3 separate regions of the Gossypium hirsutum genome follow, and regions 1 and 2 are each linked to region 3. The links are chromatin contacts, called in public Hi-C maps. All regions are on one chromosome and are shown on one strand. The core of a region is the stretch at or near the end of the contact, and the rest is flanking DNA. Distances in the headings are between cores, read along the strand shown. Region 1 holds the start of LOC107935810 (mannose-6-phosphate isomerase 2). Region 2 holds the start of LOC107935766 (elongator complex protein 5). Region 3 holds the start of LOC107927194 (caffeoylshikimate esterase).

Region 1 (3,482 bases), core at 850-3,349, 330 kb after region 3:
CACAAACAAGAAGCGTCCTTTACCTGAAACCAAAAAAACATGCATGTTTAGGAAAAACGACATAAAGACAACCCTGCAGTCCTTAAGATATTGCAGACATGATTTGGGAATATCAAAAATAAGCAGTAGAAAAAAAAAGGGCTTAACACTTGAACATTCATCTTCTTTGACATTAAAGAATTATATTCCCAACATGCAGAAGCTCCATGAAAATGCTAGACTAGGTATTAAACTTCTCAGAATGCGATCTTACCTGCCCTGGAGCATTACAATATATACCAAAAAAAGTTTAAAAATATCAATAACCCCTCTAATATCAACAGACATGAAAAAGGTTCTGGCACAGTGATATTAAATTTTACCCTCCTATTTAGACCAAAACAAGACTGACCAGAAACAGTGGCAGTGAATTCTAGGAAAGTCAAGATAGATTATCTTCTGCCTCTAACTCAGATGTGATTCAGCCTCAAAGTTTTGTCATGCATATCATTTCCCGAATCTTTATTCAGCAAAACCACATCTTGACAGCATAATTACAAATTTAAGTGCAAAACGTGATTACCAGAATTTTATCAAACATAAATGCAAGATTTATTCACTCAAAAAGAACAACCAGCAAAAGGAAAGTTCCACCAAAAACCAAGCATGATTCATGTATTACCTCGAGAGTAATGAATCCACAAAGGGCCCTGAACTCTGTAATTGCCAAAGCCATCTCAGGTTTGTGATTCCCATCCTTATAGAGATTTGGCTTCAACTTAAGCAATTCTTTGGCCAATTCTTTATCCGGATGAGCCTGTATTGAAAGGGCTTTTGCCACTGAAAGTACCTATTTTACAGCAAATGAACCACAGAATCAAATTAGACGATTCACAGAAGAAAAAAGAAAAGTTCATATTGTAGTTAAAAGTTAAGTTGATTTCCACTTTAAACTCTCAAGCTTAATTCTTTGCCATTAACTATTCAAGATCCACTCCAATTTCTCAATTGCTATATTGATAGCTTTGATCTAAATTAAAATTGAGATCAAAACAGCCAAAAAAAAAAATCTTTACACTTGTAAATACCCCCGAGAAAGGGAAAAAAAAAACAATGGACACCACATCAAAGCAAATTTCAGTCATATTCAATCTTAATAAAAAATATATAATTGTAAAAAATGGAAATTTAAGATGAATGGTGAGAATTCAACTTCCATTAATATTGAAGCAAAAGTTGCAGTAATTCCTATTCAAATGCAAAAGAAAAACCCTTTAAAAAGAAAACCCACTAACCCAATTAAAAATAGAAAAAAAAACCACAAAAACAGAAATCAAAATTCAATTTCCCAATAATCAAAAGGGGAGGAAAACGAAAACCAGAAAGGAATCAGATAAATCGTGTAAAAGAAAAGAACAAACCTTGAAGAGAAAAGGAAGATCGGGCCCCCATTTTTCCAAAACCTTATGACCAAGCACATTCGGATTCTTCCGAATCCACTCTTTTAAACCCACATTTTGACCTTCTCCATAGCCATCAGCCAAAAAACTTGGCCCCGAGTCATGTGTTCCCATCCAAAACTCAGCATAAGGCCTATCGGGCTTAACCTCGGCCCCGGAATTCAAAGCCAATAGCCTTGCCACCTGTGCCTCCGCCCCACATCTTCCCCAATCGTAGTTTTGCACCCAACCTCTTAACCGCTTCACCTTGTCAACATTAGCAGCCTTCGCCATTGTTGAAATACCCCACCCCCAAGAAAAGAAAAAGGAAGGAAAAGAAGGCTAGAAGAGAAGGATAATGCAGAAGGGAATGGGCATCGTTTGCTGGTATTTGAAGAGTTTGAAAAGGTATGAAGAGAGAGGGAAACAAGTTGGGAAAAGAGAGTGAAAGAAAAATTGAAAATGAAGATTTCAGATAGAGAAAGCTTGGAAGAACCACGATTTGTATTTGTGGGGTCTCTTCAACTATGACTCTGCTTTGCTTCCCTTTTGCAGTTTCTTACGATCTTATCTTCCCACTTCTGCACGAAATTTCCGTGCCCCTTTTCTCTTTTTTTTTTTTCTTTTTCTTTTTCATATTAAAATCTCTAGAAAATTTTGTTTGGCAAAATAGCAATTATATGCTCACATTACAAAAATAGAAGTCAGTATATTTGAGATTCTCGAAAATTCATATTCTACCACACAAAATTAAAAATTAAAAAATAATATATTTATTATTTATGCTATTTATTAAGTCTTTCTAAATTCTACTTACTACTATATCATTCATAAGTTGCATCTCCCAACTCGATTAGGAATTTTATTTATTGTTTGAACTAAGATAATTTTTAATTTTTATTTAAAATTTCAGTAAGTATAATTAAAACGCAAATCTTTGCTCTAAATATTTGATAGAATTTTTAGTAATTGGATGTTTTTCATATATATATACTAGATGAATGATGTAAAATTAAATTATACTACCATTTATATGAAAAGGGTGAAAATGGTATTCACTATGAAATTTAAATATTTGTAATTAATTTTAATTGTTAAAAATATTAGCTATTACTTCTCTTATGATTTTAAATTTTGTTTCATCCACTAGTGTCATGGGTTGTGCATAGGAGTCCGTAATCATGACTACCATGACGAACTTGTACGATTCATCATATTCGAAAGAGGTCATTTGGCCCAACCGAACTGGTTCGTTGCTTGGAAAGATTGAAAGTCCATCCCCAAAGCTTAGCAAATATGGAAGGTGATCTTTAAAGATATGTGATCCTAGACATTAAATGTAATCTTTAGAATATACGATTTTGTAATCTTAGAGATTTGATATCTAAATAGCTTTTAATCTTTGCCATTGATGTATTTTGATCTATATCGTTGATTTTGGGGAGACTCGGCTATAAATAGAGGTCTCTCAAGTGTTCACTCAAACTTTGGAAGTATTCACTCAAACTTTTCCCTCAAGTGTTCTCATCTTTCTGTGACTTTTGTTCATCTTTAGAGTTTGTTCTTATTTTATTCTTCAATTGTTTTTCGTGGATGCCTTAGAAAAATTCTGTTAAATTCTCAATTATTGCGAGTTAAGTTAACTTAGGTGTTTTTTAGTGAAGGAATTGACTAAGGTTACATGAATCGCGTGGAAAAAAAAATTTTAAATCCGTGACACTAATAAGTGTGCTAAATTTTAGTTTTTTTTTTAATGGAGTCACTTTATTTGCCATACAAAATTCAGTCAAAAAGACATTATTTATCTAGTTTTTTTAGATTTATTTATAACAAAGTAGCTGTTTTGATGTCATTAGTGTAAGTGACACTAATTATATTAAATTTTATAAAATAAAGGTTAAAAATGTTATTTGTAGTGCTCTAAATTAACTTAACTAAATTTGATGTTACTTAAAATTCAATTTAATTAATGATATTAATTAAGAGATATTAATGAAATGAAGTAATTTGGGATTTAATTAAATTTTAATGTATCTTGTGTTTTTTAAATAAATATATTTCTCT
Region 2 (3,419 bases), core at 773-3,272, 360 kb after region 3:
GTTAATTTTGTTATTATTTTAGAGACATTTGCTTGTTAAATTGTATCTACCTTAATGTTCTTTAGGTATATATATTTTTAAAATTTATTTTCAAAATTTATTTTTAATTTGTTAGGAAATACTTATTGTGATGTTTTTAATATTTTTGATATATTATATATATTTTAAAATTATATAAAAAATAATATAAAAATTAATATGAGTGGGTCGAGTCAGACTCGAGTTTTAACATTTTTATCCGAGTCGGACTTGGGTAAAATTTTAAGCCCATTTTTTGAGCCAAGCCGAGCCTAACAAACAGACCTGAATTTTTAGTTGAACCAGATTCGAATTTTGCCCGGCCCGGCCCGGCCCAGCCATGCTCACCTCTACTTGAAAGCCAAATAAGAATGGCGTGGTTTTGTTGTTTAGCAAAAGAAAAAAAAGAATTGAGGTAATGGTTGCATCTAAAAGAAACGTGTGGTTACGGTGGTGGGTAGGAACCTTGGGAATAATTCTTTTCCTCTTCTTTTTTTCAATAAATAATTCTTAATTTTTTTTAGCCAAAATAGTTCTTAATTCTTAAACCAGATGGAATGGGTATATTCCTATTGAGTTTGGATTTCAGTATCTTTCCTAATAAAAATAATTTTTTAATAATTTTTTATACAATATTTAAAATTACTTATAGTCTCTCTTCAATCCATAAATAGGAAGATAATATCATTCAGCACACCTAAACTTATGTCTTCTTATATTGGTAACAATATCCATGCCAGTAGAGTGACAAGAAAAATAATTTTTAAAATAAAAGAATAATCGTATTCACTATCAATAAAATATTAAAATGTTATCACAGATCGTATTAGATTATGTTTTATTAGTATTAAATTTTATGAAAATGACATATTATAAAAAAAGGGTATATATAAAATATATATAAATGAATAATAAATCTTCAAAAGGAGAAGATAGTTTCTCTTAAGAGAGTGGTTTTTTAAAAATAATATGGATTATTTTAAGCAGTAATTTAATTTAGTTTATTTAAAATTTTTATTTAAAAGATATTAAAGCACGAATCATATTTATAGTAATATTAATTTTTTTAAAATTAAATTTTAAAATATTTTCTTAATTGAATTTGATATTTGATTAATTAACGGAATTAATTATAAATTTAAATATAGTAAAACAGATATAAATGATCATAGAAACAAAGCACAATTATTCTAAGAGGCATTGAGATATAATTGGACCTCTTCAACGATTTGACCATTTGTGGAAGCCCAACAATCTTCTAATATTTAGATGGTGCGTAAAAAATATATTAGATAAAAAAATGAGTATGAACAAAAAAAAGTATATTTTAAATATAGGTTAAATTTAGACTTTAATATTTGAAGTTTGAGCCTTGCGATTTAATTTATTTTTAAGTTTATAATATTTTAGGTTTTTTTTTCCTTCGAGAAAACTGATATTCATAAATGAAGGGGCCAAGTGTCAAACAACAAATAATCTACAGTACACGAAAAAACAGTACAAAACACTATAGCACACGAAAAGACAGCACAAAGCACCAAAACCACTCAAGCACAGAGGAAAAGGCACACATAAAACAAAACCAAAAAAGAAAAACACTCCACCCTCCAAAGAAAATACCAAATGAATACCAGCAAAATCATTCCTCTGCTGCTCAACAAAAACACTCGCGCAGAACCAAATGAAGAGGAAGACTCGGCTTTGAGAAACCAAACAACGGAGATTCAAGGAACCTTCTCCGAAACATCAAAACCCATAAGAAACCACTCATCCTCGGCGACTCCAGTCCAACCAGTCCGAAGCCGCCAAAACTTCGACAGAAATAGGTGCTTCTTCAACCCAAAAACAAGGAGAATTCCTCCTGCGCCCTTCTAGTGCCAAAGTATGAGCTGCCCGATTGCCACTCCTGGGGACAAACTGGTAAGAAACTCCATCCATAAAATCTGCGAGTCTTCGAATATTCAGAGAAATGGGTCTAAGAATGGACCTATCATCCTTGACAGTGTTAAGCTTTTTAATAATCGAGAGGGAGTCCCCTTCCAGGATGATCGTCCTAAAGCCCCATGTCAATTGCAAAGAGAAGAGCACGTTCACAGGCCCTAGCTTCTGCAACAAACGCGTCGGCAACATCAACATAGGGGTAAGTACACGCTCCCATAATTAATCCCGAATCATTGCGAGCAAGAACCGCCACAGTAGAAGTATGAGATGCACTTTGAAAGGAGGCATCAAAATTTAGCTTAAGCACATCCGGATCCGGAGGTCTCCACCCCACAGACTCAAAATTTGTAGGACTAACTATGGAAACTCTACTCACACTTAAAGCAGAAGCATAGCCTTTTCACAAAACCCACGAGGTCCTGCCAAACAAACTGCGTTCCCTCATGAACCACTTTATTTCGCTGAAACCAAGTAGCCCAAAGGGAAATAACTAAAAGCTTTCTGGTATCCGCATCAACTTTGATGAAAATGTTCATTAATTGATTTTTACCATCCAGAGTACGAACACTGCAATCAAATGGGAGATTCAAAGAGAGCCATAAATGCCTCAACACGTCACAGGACCATAACAAGTGACCAAGATCCTCCGGCGCTTCCTTACAAAGGGGACAAACATTGACAACCTGCAATCTCCGTTTGAGAAGATTGTTGAAATGCGGCACGAAATCTTTAGAAAGCCTCCACATGTGAATTTTTAGTTTAGCAGGAATCTGTAATTCCCATAGCAAATTGTAGAATTGTTTGTAGCTGGCTATAGGTTCCATATTGTAATCACTAGGATACCTGTGTGTAGTGAGTAAAGCACGATACCCACTCTTAACCGAGTACTCCCCGGAAGCATCAAAATGCCACACAAGCACATCCGGTGCTCCAGCTCCAGCAAGAGGAATTTAAGGATACGATTAGCCTGTTCTTCATCAACAATTTGATAGATGATATCCTTATTCCAGGTACCCGATCTAACATCAATTAATTGACCCACAACAGTCTAGTTAGTATTTGTACTCTAAACTGAAAGTCTACTATTACCAAGGCCAGGCAACCAAGGATCATTCCAGATGTTCACAGAGTCACCACTACCGATACGCCAGAGCAACCCATCTGAAATCAGCTCTCGAGCGTTGCATAAGCTCCGCCAGGTAAAAGAGGGGTAAGAACCAATTTTAGCAGCCATAATATCTGAAAAATGAAAATAACGAGCTTTAAAAACTTTTTCAAAAAGACAATCAGGCTTCGATATCAATCGCCAAACTTGCTTAGCGAGCAATGCCTTATTAAACAAAAATAGATCCTGAAAGCCCATCCCTCCATCAGATTTGGGCATACAAAGGTCAGCCCAAGCACACTAATGAATACCCTTAGATGACTTATTGTTAGACCACCAAAACTTGTTCATAATA
Region 3 (3,312 bases), core at 773-3,272:
TCCTAACTTCACATTTAACTTATATTCACTAAATTATTAATATTTTTCTACTCATTTGTCGGATTTAATGATCTTGAATCACTGTTCCGACACCACTGAAAATTTAAGCTATTACAGGAGTTGTCCAAGACCTAAAGCAAGCCCTTAGAAGCCAAATCAAGCTAAAGTAGTGCAATGGCCTAGGTGTAAGGAAGTCATATCTGTACCTCTAAGGAGATGTACCAATACAACTCCAATAGCATGCTCATTTCAGCTCTTTGGCTCAATTATTCCAAAACAACTAAGCCAAGTACCTATACTTGGAGCCATAGAACTAAAAATCAATCTAAAAAACACTCTAAAACATCTCCAAACACTACTAAAATATATCAATGGGTTTTAAATCATTTTAACTTAATTTATAAACTCATTTAAACTTAAAATACAAGATATACATGTATTCGAAATGAATAACAGAGTAAAACTTCATTAAGAAACCAAAAGAGATTTAAGTTAAGAATAAAAATTTACAAATATAATTTCAATCTAAGCCTTTAAATGCATGCCAAGGATCTTATAAAAAATAAAAATAATATAAATACATTACAACCTCAACTTGAAGGGTGATGCGAAGTGTAGACACCTAATTTTATCTAGGGATTGCAATTTCGAATTACGCTTCAAAATTATCAAAGGTAGCAGATTACTTTTTTATTTTTTGGTCTGAAATTAAATTAAATTAGATTTTATTTAATTTGGATTTAATTAATTTTAAATCAATTTTTAAATAAATTCTAATTTAGTTTAATTTAATTTTTGAAATTTTGACATGAAGTGGGGGTGGATATTAGGATGTTGGTTTTTGAAAAAAAATAATAAGAAATTTGTTGAAAAAAAATTATTTTTTAGAAAATTAAAAAAATCAGTTTTAAATAAAAAAATCATTTTCAGGCTTAATGTTGAAAGATTTTTTTTAGAGCTCAAATTAATTATAAAAAAGATTAAATTAACATTTAATTTTTAAGGCCCAAATTAGTTTTAATTTGTTTCTAAAGCCCAAATTAATTTGTTTAATTTAACATCCAAACCTTTTGCTTTTGAAAGCCAACATCATTTTGTAGGCCCATTTCTTGTATTTCCAATATGTTTTTAATTTTAATTCGAGCACAATTTAATTTGCACCTAATATTAATTATGTTTAATGCTTTGAGTCAATTTTTTAAAAGAGATTAGGTATATGTCAATTTTTTAAATCTGCTTATATAATTAGAAAAAATATTTTAATAGTGTTAATGTAAGTAATGAATGATAGTTTAAATTCGGGGTGACCATTCGATCTAGTAGAGTTGAATCAACTAAAAAAAATTTTGAGTTAGTCGAGTTGACGAATTCTATTTTAGCAACCAAACCCAATTTGATTTTTTTTAATTGAATCGAATTGAGTCAAGAAATTTCGAGTCAAGTTAACGAATCCTATTATTTATACTCAATGTTGCGTTTTTATAGACTGATTATTTAATTAGTAGATGAAGTACAAGATTATTTAACTACATAAACAATATAATGGTTTTGCCTTTAAACTTAATGAGTAAACATTTATCAAAACAACGTAGTTTTGTCTTTTCTTACTCGGACCTTCAGATAACTCGAATTGTGTAATTCATATTCGAGTTAAACTGAAAAACTTAATTTTTTATTCGAGTTGATCCGAATAACTTAATTAATTCAAATAACTTAAACTATTTAATTCAAAATTTAAATTTTTATCAAAATTTTTAAATCGAATCAAATTTTGCTCAATCCTAATTTAAATGTCAAAAAAACAAAAGTAAAAGACATGATTGAAAGTGGAATTAGCATAAAGCTACGAATAAACTACATACATAATCATTTAATTATAAAAAAAATTATTTTAAATATTAAAAATATTTATAATTTAGATACTCACCTTACTTGATTAGATGATTTTGGTCAAAGTGGAAACGGAAATATGAGGTAGATATTTTATATATTTATTTGTTTTCTTATGATATGTTTGGATGAGCGAAGAGATACAATAAGTTTAATTTATTTTTAGTCTTAAATAACAATATCATAATAATAAAAAGTAATCCGAACTTAGCTTTATTCCCTCTCAATTTGTGTTTTTCTTACAATAAGCTGAACACAACATCAAAGATTTTTGCAAAAGGGTAAACTGCAACTGCAGTTTCTTGTTGAGTGTTTTCTTCTTCTTCCTTCCCAATGGGAGGCTGTACTTCCAAGCCTTAAAAACCCAAACACAACCACCCAAAATGACTATCCTACCCTGCCTCCGACCACCCAACCAAACCCAAAACTCCTTCGACGCCGCTGAGGTTTCTTAAGAAATCGTTTTCCGTCTCCTTCTCCGGAGAAACACATCCGGGCGGTGTTGAGACGGTGGGAGCGTAACAAGAAGGCGGCGGGAATTACGGAGACGAAGGAGGATGAGGATGGAGTTGAACCGGATAAAAGATTAGGGTTTTTGAAGGAGTTGTATATTTGTTCTGCTAAGCTCCAGAAAGGAAGTTAAAAGGAGAACAGGTTGCTGTTAAAGTGATTCCCAAGTCCAAGCTAACAATTTTTTTTTTCTGTATTAAATTTGGGACATTGAAATCAAAGTTATGTGCTTTAAGATACCGAATATTAGCTGAAATTTCTTTGAAGTAGTCTTGTATGATTCTTGTTTCATTTGCCATGAATGCGGGAATTTACTGTTTTTTGTGTTCAGCTCATTGTATATCAGATTTCTGCTTCCCGCAGATATCAAAATGATCGAAATAGATACTTAAATTGTAAAAATATTTGGATTACAATTTTAATTTTAATAAACAGTGGGAAGAATATTTTAACACGTACGTGAGCACTTTCCTTCCTTTTATAGAACTCAATCACCTTCACCTACCGCCTTTTCCTTCTCTTTGCGAATCTTCCAAGTAATAAATTAATCAGAAAATAGAACAAACAATTTCCTCGTACGATTTTCCTTTATTAAAATCTGACTTTTAAAACAAAATTTTGAAAGTAAATTAAATAAACTAAACTACTGCACTCTACAAAGAATCTCTCCATTTCAGCTTTTGGACTTTTGCTTGCTGACATTTCTTACCTTATTAATTTTTTTGCCCCATTTCCTGGATTTTAGCTATATAATTTAATTTATTTGTTTTTTTTTTACTTTTTTTTTCTCAAGAGGAAAAGAAAGGGCCACATGGCTTTGAAATCTTCAAACTTGCTCCGGAGTCATCTTTTTTATGGTAACTCTAGAACCCCCTCCCCTCATTGTTTTTACTTTTTTCTGTTTATGTAGAG

The links. Hi-C and Micro-C count contacts between places; a contact is called where the count stands out from the background.
Region 1: a contact with region 3 is called in a Hi-C map of leaf, with 2.4 times the contacts expected there. The contact joins the promoter of LOC107935810 here to the promoter of LOC107927194 in region 3. A contact is called at or near these places in 3 of 34 Hi-C or Micro-C datasets (leaf and petal).
Region 2: a contact with region 3 is called in a Hi-C map of leaf, with 2.1 times the contacts expected there. The contact joins the promoter of LOC107935766 here to the promoter of LOC107927194 in region 3. A contact is called at or near these places in 7 of 34 Hi-C or Micro-C datasets (anther, callus, leaf and 1 more).

The regions. Positions count from the first base shown.
Region 1 is chrA12:11,058,305-11,061,786 of Gossypium_hirsutum_v2.1, reverse strand. LOC107935810 (mannose-6-phosphate isomerase 2) reads right to left here and starts at 2,099. Exons shown (of 5, transcript XM_016868432.2): 1 at 1,401-2,099; 2 at 662-829. The coding sequence starts at 1,712.
Region 2 is chrA12:11,027,310-11,030,728 of Gossypium_hirsutum_v2.1, reverse strand. LOC107935766 (elongator complex protein 5) reads left to right here and starts at 2,022. Exons shown (of 14, transcript XR_001694265.2): 1 at 2,022-2,158; 2 at 2,517-2,969; 3 at 3,058-3,169.
Region 3 is chrA12:11,389,740-11,393,051 of Gossypium_hirsutum_v2.1, reverse strand. LOC107927194 (caffeoylshikimate esterase) reads left to right here and starts at 2,022. Exons shown (of 10, transcript XM_016858227.2): 1 at 2,022-2,544; 2 at 3,194-3,257. The coding sequence starts at 3,212.